Regions from separate parts of the Sus scrofa genome. Here all the other regions are linked to region 3. Evidence: chromatin contacts called from public Hi-C data. All regions are on one chromosome and are shown on one strand. Each heading gives the region's core, a stretch centred on a gene start, on an enhancer-like site or on the middle of the called end of the contact. The rest is flanking DNA. Distances are from core to core; before and after follow the strand shown. Region 1 holds the start of FGD3 (FYVE, RhoGEF and PH domain-containing protein 3). Region 2 holds the start of FAM120A (constitutive coactivator of PPAR-gamma-like protein 1). Region 3 holds the start of CARD19 (caspase recruitment domain family member 19).

What was found. A called contact is a pair of places that touch in the nucleus more often than the background predicts.
Region 1: a Hi-C map of liver shows a contact between it and region 3, with 2.5 times the contacts expected there. The contact joins the promoter of FGD3 here to the promoter of CARD19 in region 3. A contact is called at or near these places in 2 of 5 promoter capture datasets (fetal liver and liver) and 2 of 47 Hi-C or Micro-C datasets (both in liver).
Region 2: a contact with region 3 is called in a Hi-C map of liver, with 6 times the contacts expected there. The contact joins the promoter of FAM120A here to the promoter of CARD19 in region 3. A contact is called at or near these places in 1 of 5 promoter capture datasets (liver), 2 of 47 Hi-C or Micro-C datasets (both in liver) and 1 of 2 datasets of contacts at active chromatin or transcription factors (alveolar macrophages).

The regions. Positions count from the first base shown.
Region 1 is chr3:42,455,579-42,459,810 of Sscrofa11.1, forward strand. It overlaps FGD3 (FYVE, RhoGEF and PH domain-containing protein 3), which reads left to right and starts at 1,494. Exons shown (of 21, transcript XM_021088137.1): 1 at 1,494-4,232. It overlaps BICD2 (protein bicaudal D homolog 2), which reads right to left and starts at 1,243. Exons shown (of 7, transcript XM_021088132.1): 1 at 832-1,243. The coding sequence starts at 1,071.
Region 2 is chr3:42,858,815-42,862,873 of Sscrofa11.1, forward strand. It overlaps FAM120A (constitutive coactivator of PPAR-gamma-like protein 1), which reads left to right and starts at 2,780. Exons shown (of 19, transcript XM_021088177.1): 1 at 2,780-3,317. The coding sequence starts at 2,844. LOC102158199 (a long non-coding RNA gene) reads right to left here and starts at 2,547. Exons shown (of 2, transcript XR_302257.2): 1 at 1,856-2,547; 2 at 461-653.
Region 3 is chr3:42,631,750-42,635,850 of Sscrofa11.1, forward strand. It overlaps CARD19 (caspase recruitment domain family member 19), which reads left to right and starts at 1,767. Exons shown (of 6, transcript NM_001244277.1): 1 at 1,767-1,893. The coding sequence starts at 1,887.

The DNA.
Region 1 (4,232 bases), core at 244-2,743, 180 kb before region 3:
ATTACTTTGTGGGAAGGCTGCCTAGCTCTCTGGCTGCAAGATTCTCTGGCCACCTTGGGATCCACCTTGCAGATCTCCCAAGTGTATATCGCACAGGAGACACAAGGCTCTATCAATGACAAGCATCCACAGACCTGTCACCCAATTGCAAGGAAGGGCCTGAGAAGGCAGCCAGGACAGGAAGTGGACAAAGGAAGCACTGTATCCCAGAGAAGTAACTAGTGGGGAGGTCAGAGAGAGCTGAGCACGGGGAGGGACAGTGGGGTAGTCCAGGCAGTGGCCACATGCAAAGCAAGCCCCCGACTTGGCCCTGGTATGGCCTCACAGCGTTCACGGAAGACTGTGAGACCGCTGAAGGCGGCTGAGTCCAGATGAAAGAAGTAATGTGCCTGTCCTTCCCCAGGCGGTCACCTGTGTCCATCCCATGCCCCCACCCAGAAAGCCAAATACCGCAAAGGACGCCACCCCACCGTGCCCAAGACCTGGCATCAGGAGCCTGTAGACAGGCTGGCCACACGGCCCCACAGCAGCCCTTGCCACAGAGACCAGAATTTCTACAGCGCGCACTGCCCACCACATCTGGGGCCCGCCCCCCACAGCAGCGCAGCCTCCGACCCAGGGCGCCCCAGTGCTGGCCTGAAAGGCCTGGGATATGAGGTCGGTTCGGGGGTCCGCCTGTCCCGGGGTCGAGGTCAGTTTGGCCTGGGTCGGAGGACAGCTCTGGGGTCGGCGCTGACGTCTGTCTGACCCGGGGGTGAGGAGTCCGGGTCGGGTGTGGGGATTGGCCGGGGTGGGGGCGCGGAGGGCGTGGCGGCGGCCGCCCTTCCTTACCTCCTTGAGCTGCTCCATCTCGCTGCGGATAGCCTCATAGTCCACCTCAAGCTCCTCAAACTGTAGTTTTAGCTGATGCTTCTCCTCAAGCACTGCCAGCCCGTACTCGGCCGCCTGGATCTTCTCACGCGTGGTTTCGGCCAGCTCGTGCGACAGCCGCTTCACCTCTGCGCGCAGCCACTCCGGCTGCGCCTCCATCACGAGCCGCGCGTACTCCTCCTCTTCGGACGACGCGGACATGGTGGCCACGGCCGGGGTCGTGCCACTCCCTCCGAGGCTCAAGCCCGGCTCCCGCCCGCCGCCCCTGGAACCGCCGCCGCCGCCACCCAGCCCGACGGCGCCCGGGCCACCGCCGCTGCCGCCGCCGCCGCCACCACCACGCAGCCGCAGTAAGCTCGCTGTCGCGCGGGGCACTGTGGGGACCACAGTCCCGCCCGCGGGAACTACAAGACCCGACGTGCTTCACGCGCAGTCTTCTCCCGCCCGTGATTGGCCTGCGCCCTGTCCCGGGCCGCCCCGTCCCATGCTGTCGCCTCCGCAGCCGCCGCGCGGGGCAATGTGGGGTACGTAGTCCCGCTCGCCCACCGACTACAAGACCCGTCGTACCCTACGACCGCCAGCCCTCGCCCGCGATTGGCCTGCGCAGCTGCCGTCGCAAGGCCGGAAACTGATATTTTTCCGGTGCCCCCAGCGGTACTTACGAGGCTAGGGTCGGCGGTGCGCTGGGTGGCCGGGGTGGCCGTGGACTGCGCTGAGCGGTGGGTGGGTGGAGCCGGGCACGGTGCTAACCGCCGTGAGTGGAACGCCCGGCGCGGCGGGGGCACCGCGGGCGGGGTGGCTGTGAGGACAGTAATCCGGTGGCTCAGACAGGCGAGGCCAGCCTAGCCCAGGACGTATTTAGTGGAAGATATGGTCAAACCGCTAGCAGTAGAGCCCACCTTCGCCTCAAATAAGTACGAAACGCCTCCTGCTTGTTTTCTAAGAATTAGGCATTTCCATGCGCCCTAGGATTATCCAGGTCACTGCAGTGGCCTCGAATCAGAGACGCGTGGCCAGCCAGCGTCGCGTCCCTGCCCTACCCTTGTAGCATGGGTTCTAGTTAAGTCCTTACTCTCGCTCAGGCTGGGAGACTTTCTCCCTCTTTGTCTCTTTGACCTTGATCTTTCTGAGGCATGCAAGCCATAAGTGTACACACCGATGCATCCCCATGGTTAGATTAGGTTATGCACTTTGGCAGGAGCATCAGGGTGCTAAATTCGCAGAATCCTGTCAGGAGGCAAGGGTATTCCTTTGTTATTACTATCCTATGAGAAGGCAGTTTAGATTTTGCAACTATCCCGTCACTCCTCAAGCTCTTGAAATTTTTATTGAGGTATTCTTGATTTATGATACATGAGTAAGGTGTACAACACAATGATTCACTATTTTTAAAGATTGTGCTCCATTTATAGTTATTATAAAATATTGATTATATTCCCTATGCTGTACAATATATCCTTTTAGCTTAAGTATTTTATAATTTGTACCTCTTAATCCCTTACTCTTATTTTGCCCCTCTCGCCTTTCCCTCTCCTCACTGATAACTACTAGTTTGTTCTCTTTATCTCTTTATCTACTATTAAAAGTGATAACATATACTATTTGTCTGACTTATTTAGTATGATACACTAGGTTCATCCATGTTGTTGCAAATGGCAAAATTCCATTTTATATATATACACCACATAATCTTTATTATCTGTTAATGGACATTTAGGTTTCTGTAACTTGGCTATTGTAAATAATGCTGCTATGAATATTGGGGTGCATGTATCTTTTCAAATTAGTATTTTCCTTGGATATATATCCAGGAGTGGAATTAATGGATCATATGATGGTTCAATTTTTAGTTTTTTGAGGAACCTTCATACTGTTTTCCACAGTGGCTGCACCAACTTAACATTCCTACCAACAGTGTACAAGGGTTCTCTTCTCCATGTCCTCACCAACTTGTTATTTGTGGCCTTTTGATGATGGCCATTCTAGATGTGTGAGGTGATATCTCATTGTGGTTTTGATTTGCATTTTTTTGATAACTAGCAATGTTGAACACCTTTAAATGGGCCTGTTAGCCATCCATATATCTTCCTTGGAGACCTTCTATTCAGGTCTCCAGCCTATTTTTTTAATCGGTGGTTTGTTTTTTCGATATTGAGTTGTATGAGTTCCTCAAACTTTCTACCAGTTTCCATTGATATTTCTTGCCTAAATGAATTACCATTATACTTTTTTTTCTGTTTTCATCATTCCTTCTGTACTTATTCCACTTCGTCGAAAGATATTTCATTCATTAGTGGTATGGATTTGTGGGTTCTTATTTTACCTAATGAGTTACAATCCATTACTCTCCTTATTCACTTAAATGTTCAAATATGGCACATGTGGCCAGTAGGAGCTCGTCCAGCTGGCTCTGTGTCCTTTCAACATGCCATGATTTTTGAGCATTTTCTGACTTTCTAGCAAAGTTGTTCCAGTATTGTCTTGTACTCTCTGTCCCAGACCTGGAATCAACCATTTCTCCAAGGAGCCCTGATTCCTTTCAGTGGTTTGATTTGTATGAGGAAAAACTGGCATAATTTTACTTGTGAAATTTAAAAAAATTCAGCAGGTTAAGGATCCGGTTTTGTCACTGAAGCAGCTTGGGTCACTGCTATGGCGTGGATTCCATCCCTGGCTTGGGAAGTTCTACATGCCCCAGGTATGGCCAAAAAAATTCAATAAAAATTTTAAATTAAAAAAAAATTGTAGGGCAATACTCCTACCCATAGTAGGAGTAGGATGTCCAGTCAGCCTGTCTGACCTGGCTTTTGCACAGAGAGCACCAAGTCCTAGGAGACCATCAGGCCTAGGTGCATCATTTAGTCTAAGTGGGTGAGATCATAGAGGAAAGCAGGGAGAAGGAACAAGCCTTGTTTGAGCAAGGTTAACGTGGGAGGAAGGAATGGTGAGAAGTGGTGGCCCCTTCTGACCCAAGCTGGCCAAACTCAAAACCCTGCCCCCTCCACACCTTCATGTGGGGTTGGCCTGAGGAGGGAGAGGGGGAAAAGGCTGTGGGAATCTGGTGCAGGCATTGACCGTGGAGCTTAAAATGGAAACAGAGTGATTGTGGAAGGGGACAAGCAGTGATTCTCCTAGGTGCTGGGGACAGAGGGCCTGTCACCAGAGGAGCCATGATGGGTGATAGTGTTGGGAGGACAGGCATCAGGACAGGGTTTAGGAGACCCAAAGAATGCATAGAAAGTGGCTGGTCAGGCTGCTGGTATAAGGGATTGGCAAGATAGGAAGCAGGGCCACTGCTTGTTAGGATCCAACTAGGCCTCCAATATTGCCAGTTACTTGACCTCCATCATCTCATTGAATCC
Region 2 (4,059 bases), core at 1,530-4,029, 230 kb after region 3:
CAACACCAGATCCGAGCCATGTCTGCAACCTACACCACAGCTCAGGGCAACGCTGGATCCTTAACCCACTGAGCAAGGCCAGGGATCGAACACACAACCTCATGGTTCCTAGCCGGATTTCTTTCTACTGAGCCACGACAGGAAATTTAAGGTCTGCTTTTTGTTTGTTTGTTCTGTTTGTCTTTTAGGGCCCCACCCAAGGCACATGGAAGTTCCTAGGCTCTGGGTCCAATTGGAGCTGTAGCTGCTGCCCTACGCCAGAGGCACAGCAACTTGGGATCTGAGCTTTGTCTGTGACCTACACCACAGCTCATGGCAATGCCAGATCCTTAACACACTGAGCAAGGCCAGGGATCGAACCCATGTCTTCATGGAGACTAGTCAGGTTCGCTAACCACTGAGCCACGATGGGAACTTCCAAGGTCTGCTTTTTAAAAAATTAAATATACTTTTTAAAAAATTAAACACCACGAGCATTTTACTTATGTATATATCACACTGGCCCATATTTGAGGCAAAGTTAGAAGAAATGAAAAAATTCAACTTGTCTTTTCAGGGATAGAGAGTATGGAGGCTTCTTGGAACCTATATGGGTGCAGGCTTCAGTCGGCTCTGCACCTGCTGTATGCGGCTGCTCCTTTACAGAGGTTTTTCTAGAAAAAAGAACACATACGATTGGAGGTAAGTAAAAACACTACTTCCAAACTCCTAAGAGTTCTGAGTTTATAAATACTTCATTTTATGAGACATTAATCTTTTTTTTTAAACATCTTATTGAAGCATATTATAGTATTAAACTCATTTAAAAAACCAGTACTGTAGTTCCCATTGTGGCTCAGCGGAAATGAATCTGACTAGTATCCCTGAGGACGCAGGTTTGATCCCTGGCCTTTCTCAGCAGGTTAAGGATCCAGTGTTGCCATGGGCTGTGATGTAGGTCACAGACGCGGCTCGGATCTGGGGTGGCTGTGGCTGTGGTCAGTAACTACAGCTCCAATTTGACTCCTAGCCTGGGAAGCTCCACATACTGCAGGAGGAGCCCTAAAAAGACAAAAAAAAAAAAAAATAAATAAATAAAAATAAAAAAAAAAAAGAAAGCAATTACTGCAGAACTCTGGGACAGAAGTCATGAAAGTATCTCCTTCCAGAAGATGCTCCTAGAGCAAGGCTTTAAACTTAGGAGTGACCACACAACCTCAGGACAGCAAGAATTAGGGAAAATAGGCATTTCACAGTTGGAACTAAATAGCAAGGAGGCATTTCGCAGGCTGTAACAGACCTATTGCTTTTAAAGTCTCCTCAGTGATTATCTGACACTAAGGCCACTGGTCTACTACATTATAGAGTGTCTGCTATTTCAGGGTCTGGTCCATGAAACCTGTCACTGGTGGGAAAATGATAAAGGGGAGCCTCAGGTAGTGAAACCACTTTGAGGGGGTCAGAGTCAGAACTACCTGTTAAGGAACTCTATCTACTCCCTAAAAGGGAGCTCCAGTGAGGGTCTCCGCTTACAACGCAGCCCTATTTCTCCCAGAAAAGCAGTAATCCCAGCGAGTCGTGGGGTCAATCTGCCACCTTTCTAACTTTCTCAGAATTAGGACTCCACTCCTTATGAACAACTGCAAGTCTGGAGAGTTATTTTCTAAGTTAATTAAAGATACCAATGCGATTAAAGCTGAGAGAGCAGGAGATCATTTCTAAAACTTGGTGACTACACCCAGCACACAGTCTAGTTCCTTTCTCCATTTGGGACAAATGGCTTCTGCTCACCATCCTCCCTCCCAGATGCACCCCGACGTCTACTGCCTGCCTACTCTTCAGTCTGCAGCCACCTCCGCCAGGGCACCGGTCCCACCTTTGGGTGACTGCCCCTGGGACCAGGACGAGACTCTTGGGGTGGCCACACCCCAGGGATGAGACCTCCTCTGGTGACCGTCTCTCAAGGGACTGGATGTGGCTTCCTTGAGGGGATGATACCCCAAGGTCAGGCTGAGGTCTCCTCGGGGTGACCAGCTCCTGGGGATGGACGCGGATTCCTCAGGTGACTGACTCCTGGAGACGGGAAGGGGCCTTCTCTGGGTGACCAGTCCACGGGGGCGCGAGAGGGCCTCCTTGGAATGACCGGCGCAGGGGATGACAATGGGGCTTTCTTATGGCCATCGGCGACGGGCCGGGCCTCCTCCTCGAGGCGACCAGCTTTCAGGATGAGAACTCTTCAGGGTGATCGGATCCCGAGGACACAACGTGGCCTCCTCGGGGTGAGCGGTTCGCAGCGGGGCCGGGAAAGGGATTGTCCGACTGGCTTCCGCGGACAAGACCGTCTGGGGTGACCGTACCCCAGGGATGCGAGGAGGCTTCCCCGGTGACAGCTCTAGGGGTCATAAAGCGGAGGAGGTGAGGCCGCCGCCCCGAGGCCTCCCGGAAGCTCGCGCAGACCCCGCGCACCGCCTGGGCCGGGCGCCCCTCCCGCGGGCCGGGGATCGTGTGGGTAGGGGTCTCAGGCTCCGGCTGCCCGCCCCGCCCCGCGGCACCGCCTCTTCCGCCGGCCCGCGGACGTCAGCCGTCGCCGCCCCGCCCCGCCCCGCCCCGCCGCTGCCGCCGCCGCCGCCCGCGCGAGGCCGCCTCCGCCTGGCCTGGGCCTGGAGCGGCGCACGGCGCAGGTCCCTCCCCGCCATGGCCCTGGGAGGCGGCAGCACATGGCGGCCGCAGCGGCCATGAGCGCGCCCGCGGCCCGGCCCGGCCCCCCCTAGAGCCCGCCCCCGGCCCCGGCCCCGGCTCGCGCCACGGCCCCGCCGCCCCCGGCCCCGCCGCCCCGCCGCCCCGCGCCCGCCGCCGCCGCCGCCATGGGCGTGCAGGGCTTCCAGGACTACATCGAGAAGCACTGCCCGAGCGCCGTGGTGCCGGTGGAGCTGCAGAAGCTGGCCCGGGGCAGCCTGGTGGGCGGCGGGCGGCAGCGGCCCCCGCACACGCCGCTGCGCCTGCTGGTGGACGCCGACAACTGCCTGCACCGCCTCTACGGCGGCTTCTACACCGACTGGGTGAGCGGCGGCCAGTGGAACCACATGCTCGGCTACCTGGCCGCGCTAGCCAAGGCCTGCTTCGGCGGCAACATCGAGCTCTTCGTCTTCTTCAACGGCGCGCTCGAGAAGGCGCGGCTGCACGAATGGGTCAAGCGGCAGGGCAACGAGCGCCAGACGGCGCAGCAGATCGTCAGCCATGTCCAGAACAAGGGCACCCCGCCGCCCAAGGTCTGGTTCCTGCCACCCGTCTGCATGGCGCACTGCATCCGCCTGGCGCTCATCCGCTTCCACGTCAAGGTGCGGCCCGCTGAGAGGGCGGGCGGGCTGGCCGGGGTCGGTAGGGGCCGACGGGCCGGCCAGGGGCAGGGTTGGAAGCCCGGGCCGGCCGGGGTCGCTTCAATTCAGGGTCAGGGTGGGCCGGGATCTGGAGTCCGCGGTCAGAGTTGGACTGGAGTCTGGAGTGGGCGGGTGGTCTGGGGTCCGGGCCTGGGTCTGAGTCTGGAGCCCGGGGCCGAGTCCGAGTCTGGAATCTGCGTTTGGGCCGGGGTTGGGATCTGGGGTCTCTGCGGGCCAGGAGCTGAAGTTGGAGCCGGGCTGGGGCCGGGGCCCCGGTGGGGGTCTGGGCCCCGGGGACCGCAGGTTCCTCTCCCCTCCTGGTCTGTCTGACGGACCTGCTGCAAAATGGACGCGCGGCCTGGAGTCCGGCCGGCGGCTGCGAGTGCCCGGGATCTGGGGGCCTGGGTTGCCCCAGGCGGTAGCTGCAAGCTCGGAGGGCACAGTGCCGCCCTTGCTGAGATCCCGCGTATTCCTCCACTCTTTAAAGCTCCTAACGTCAACTTTCATGAGACATTCGTTTTCGAATTTCGCAAGACTTGAACAGCAACAGGTTTTTTTGTGGGAGCAGGTGGGCTGGCTGGCAACAGGAAGGGGTCTCCATCCATTGAGGGTGGATTGAAGTTCTGCCTACTGCGGTCACTCCGGCTCAGCTGGGGGCAGTGACCTGGGCAAGGCCTGAGGAATTGGTCTCTTCTTGAGAACT
Region 3 (4,101 bases), core at 517-3,016:
CTTCTATATGCTTCAGGTACAGCCATAAAAAGCAAAAAACAACAACAACAACAACAAAACCTTGAGATATCTGATTTTTTTTAATTACCTGTAATCTTTTGATGTTCCAACTACCTGGTCTTTTTTGTGAAACTCCCATATACCTTGGCTCCTCCCCTACCTCTTCAGAGCAATCTCTCAGAGCTGAGAGGCTCCCTCCAGGCCTTGAAATCCTCAGAAAGTCCATTGAATAAAACATAATTCTCAACTTTTAGGTTGTGCATTTTTTCAGTTGACGGTTTCAAAGAGGTGAAGGGGGAGCCAGGAAATACAAGAGCTTTTGCTGAAAAAAGAAAAAAACGAAACACCCAAAGTAGTTGAACATCAAAAGATTACACCTCAAGTTAATGTGCTTTTCTACATTTGCGAAGATGCTAGAATCTCCCTCAATAAAAGTATTCCTTAGATATGCATCTTAATGATCCAGGGCCGGTAACTTGTTTTTCCTCTATCTTAAATTCCCCTCGGGTGGTGGTGGTGGCGTAGTGGCTAAAGACTTGACGGCGGGTAACTTTCATTATTTACTGGGATGATAGGTAACATTTTTTGTCCGCAAAGCCATGATCCAGGATGAAAGATGCAAAATAATGGAGGTGGGGGTCAGGCCATTCCACCAGTGGACAACAGGCCCCGTCCGGGAGGCCCCTAAGTGGCCTGTGCGCGGCTTGCAGAGGAAGGGCCTGGACTTGCACTAACGCACTGCCAAGTCAGGTTACCCGGACCTCCTACCCCGTTGTCTCAAGGTCTGAGGTAGCCTGGGGTAGGACGGGGCTGGGCTCTCAGTTAAGCCAGGCCAGGTTCACTCCCAGCGTTTGAGGAAGGGACGGTGCCCGTGTGGTGACCTCCTACGACTCGGCCCAAGAATTTTGGGGTTTCCAGCCGACAAATGCACCCATTCTCCAGTTTCCTCATTCCAGGAGTGGCGGCAATGGCATGGCAGACCGTGTCCAGAAACGCTTAGCGGGGTCCGGAGCTTGGCTACCCCCACCCTAGACCAAGACAGGGTGGAACAAGAGCGGGTCCAAGGTGGGGGGTCGGGGAGGAGTGAGGAGGAGACCCGCGAGGTTGCCCCAGAGGATCCGGCGAGGGCCGGGGCTCAGGATGCAGCGGCAAAGGACATGCGCCGAAAGGGGCGGGGCTAGACTGGGGGCGGGACCACGTGGGAAAAGGCGGGGTGCGGGAGGAACTCTGTGAGGGGCGGAGCTGAGGGCATCTCTTCCTGGCAAGAATGAGGCCCAAGGCTTCCTGGGCTCAGAGAGGGGCGGGATGCAGGACTGTGGCAGAGGCGTAGTGGCGCCAGCGGGGGTGGGCTCAGTGTGGGTGGGTTTAGAGCGCCAGCGGTGACAGAGCCAAGTCAGGGCCGCCCGGAAGGGCTGGCTCGGTGAGGGGCGGGGCCGAGGGCCCCTAGCGGCGTCCATTACCACGCCTTAGGAAGCGGGGCTGCGGGGGAGGTACGGCGTTTAGAACCCTTGAGGCGACGCCGCCGACGCCGTGGGCGGGGCCTAGTGGGAGGGGCGGGCTCAGTGCGGGGCGGGGCTAAGGGCTCCTAGCGGCGTCTGTTCCCACGCGCTAGGAAACCAGGCTGGAGGGAGCTGCGGCGTTTAGAGCCCTGGCGGCGATGGCGGCGATGGCGCCGACGCCGTGGGCGGGGCCTAACGGGAGAGGGCGGGCTAAGTGAGGGGCAGGGTTAGGACTTAGTCGCGATGATGCTGGGGGCGGGGCCCGCCGGGAAAGAGCGGGCCAGGGCGGGCGGCGGTCACCGGGGCTGACGGGCAGCGGACCGGACAACCAGACAGACAGACGGCGGCAGGGGGACGGGCCGGCTGGGTGCACGCTGTGCCGCCGCCATGACAGGTGAGCGCTGTCCGGGGTCGTGCCTGACAGGGACAGGCGCGCGGCCACGGTGGCCCGTAGGGTCCGGTGTCCCGATACCACCCCAGGGGAGGCCCCTCGCTGCGACGGGAGTGACCTTGCCCGTGACGGCGGGACCGCGGCAAAGCGGCGTGCAGCCTGGGGCCAGTTTCTTGGGGGACGAGGCCAGGCCAGGCTCTGGAGGGTTCTGGGCGACAGAGGCTGGGCCTGGGATGGTTCTGAGGGGTGAGGCCAGGGCATGCCGTGGAAGGTTCTAGTGAGTGGGGGCCAGGTCTTGGGTGGTGTCGGGAAGGCAGGGATCAGTGCATGTCTGTGGGTCAGGAGATTCTGGGCTGGGGATGTGGCCTGACAGTGGGAGGTTAAAGTCAAAGGTGTGCGAGGAATACTCTTTTAGGTTCTGGGTTCTACTATGTGCTCCTATCAGGAGATAATAGACTGAGAATGGCGTCAGGTGGTTCATTCCTGGGCAGTGGTTGGTAGTCAGGGGAATCTCTGGTACCTCCCATTCTGCACCCCTTGCCCAGTGGGGACAGGCCCAGGAGAATTGTGCACACGCTTTGCGCTCCATACTGGATTGTTTAAGGCCCTCCAGCATCTTTTTCCAGGACAGGGTCTCCAGCCCAGCAACCTACACCCCCCACCCCTACCCTCAATCCACTCTACCCCACCCAGGACCTCTCTGGACCTGCCCACTGCCTTCCTGACCCTAACTGAACAGGGTGGCCCTTTTCTGTAGACCTTCTCCTGTAGGAGAAGCTCCATGAAAATGACAGGCTGGTGACAGAGCCCATGACAGTGTGGTCAGGGAATGTGGTGGCTCCCAGAAGCGATACTTCATTTCAAGGGCCCCACTATTCTGCTTCATGAGGCAGAAGTCACCTAGGGGTAGCCCAGGGGGTCAGGGAGTTCCCAGAAGTCCCTGTTCTCTCCCCAACACTCACTGGAGACCCAGCCCAAGTCCTGCACACAAATAGGATTTCTTGGGCAGGAACCTGGTGATTTCCAGGACATCAGTGTCCCAGCCGAAGCCAGAAGGGACCCTAGCAGTTATGCACTCTGTTCTCATCTCCCTGAACCCTTTTTATCTGTGGCTGCTGTTTCTAAGTACAGTTGACCCTTGAACAACTGGAATTTCAACTGTGAGGATCCATTTGTATGTGGACTTTTTTTTTTTTTTGATAAATATGTTATACTACTACGTGATATGAGGTTAGTTGAATCCAAGGATATAGAATCTTGGATCCACAGGGCCGACTGTAAAGTTATGTATGGATATTCCATGCTCAGGGGTCTATGCCCCCACCTTCACCTTGTTCAGGGGTCTGTTGTACCTCCTGTGCACCTGGGCCTTTCTGTTCAGAACTGCTATATGGGGTAATGTGGAATAGCATCTCTGTTGTGTGGCTGAGGAAACCAAGGCTCAGACGGGGCAGGTGCCAAGCCCCAGGATCACTGGGGCAGTCAGTGGCAGAGCCGGACCCACCAGTTCCACTTCTCCCTGCCATCTCTGTGTCCTGGCCCTCTAGAGACCCCTCCCCATAGAGCCATTTATTTTCAGGGTGGGAACTGGGACCAGAGAGGGTTAAATGGGCAGGTCTTCAAGGCTGCAGGCCCCAAGTTCTTGGTTCACTGCCTCCATGCATCGACAGGGGCCTGCCCCAAGTTTGTTCTGGGGCCTCAGTGATGGGTTGCAGAGTGAGTTTGTGGGACCTGATGTGTCTGCACAGGGCCAGCACTGGCCAAGTGTCACTGCAGCAATTGCTGTTGCTGCAGAAGCAGCCACTGACTTGTGGTATGCTGGGGAGTGAGCCATCTCAACTCCTTGCTTGTGGCCAGTTTCGGCATGGGGACTGGAGGGGATTCTGGGATATTCAATTCAGGAAAGGAGGCTGAGGCCCCCAAATCTGGACTTTGGTGGGGCAGAGGCCAGGGGAACTCAGGAAGGCCTCTCAGGAGTAGGACAGTGAGCATGAATTAGCCAGGTGGGAATCACAGGGACAGGTAGTCTTCTCTCAAAGATGAGATCCTGAACAGTATGGTGAGGTTGGGGGCTGCTGGGCAGGGGATGGCTCAGGGGCCTGGGAGGCACAGTGAGGGCTACTGGACCCAGCTCCCACAGCACAGGGCCCCGGGTGCCAGCCAGAGTTAACAGGTTGGGGGTCCACGGTTGTGGTGCCAGCTGGGCAGGAA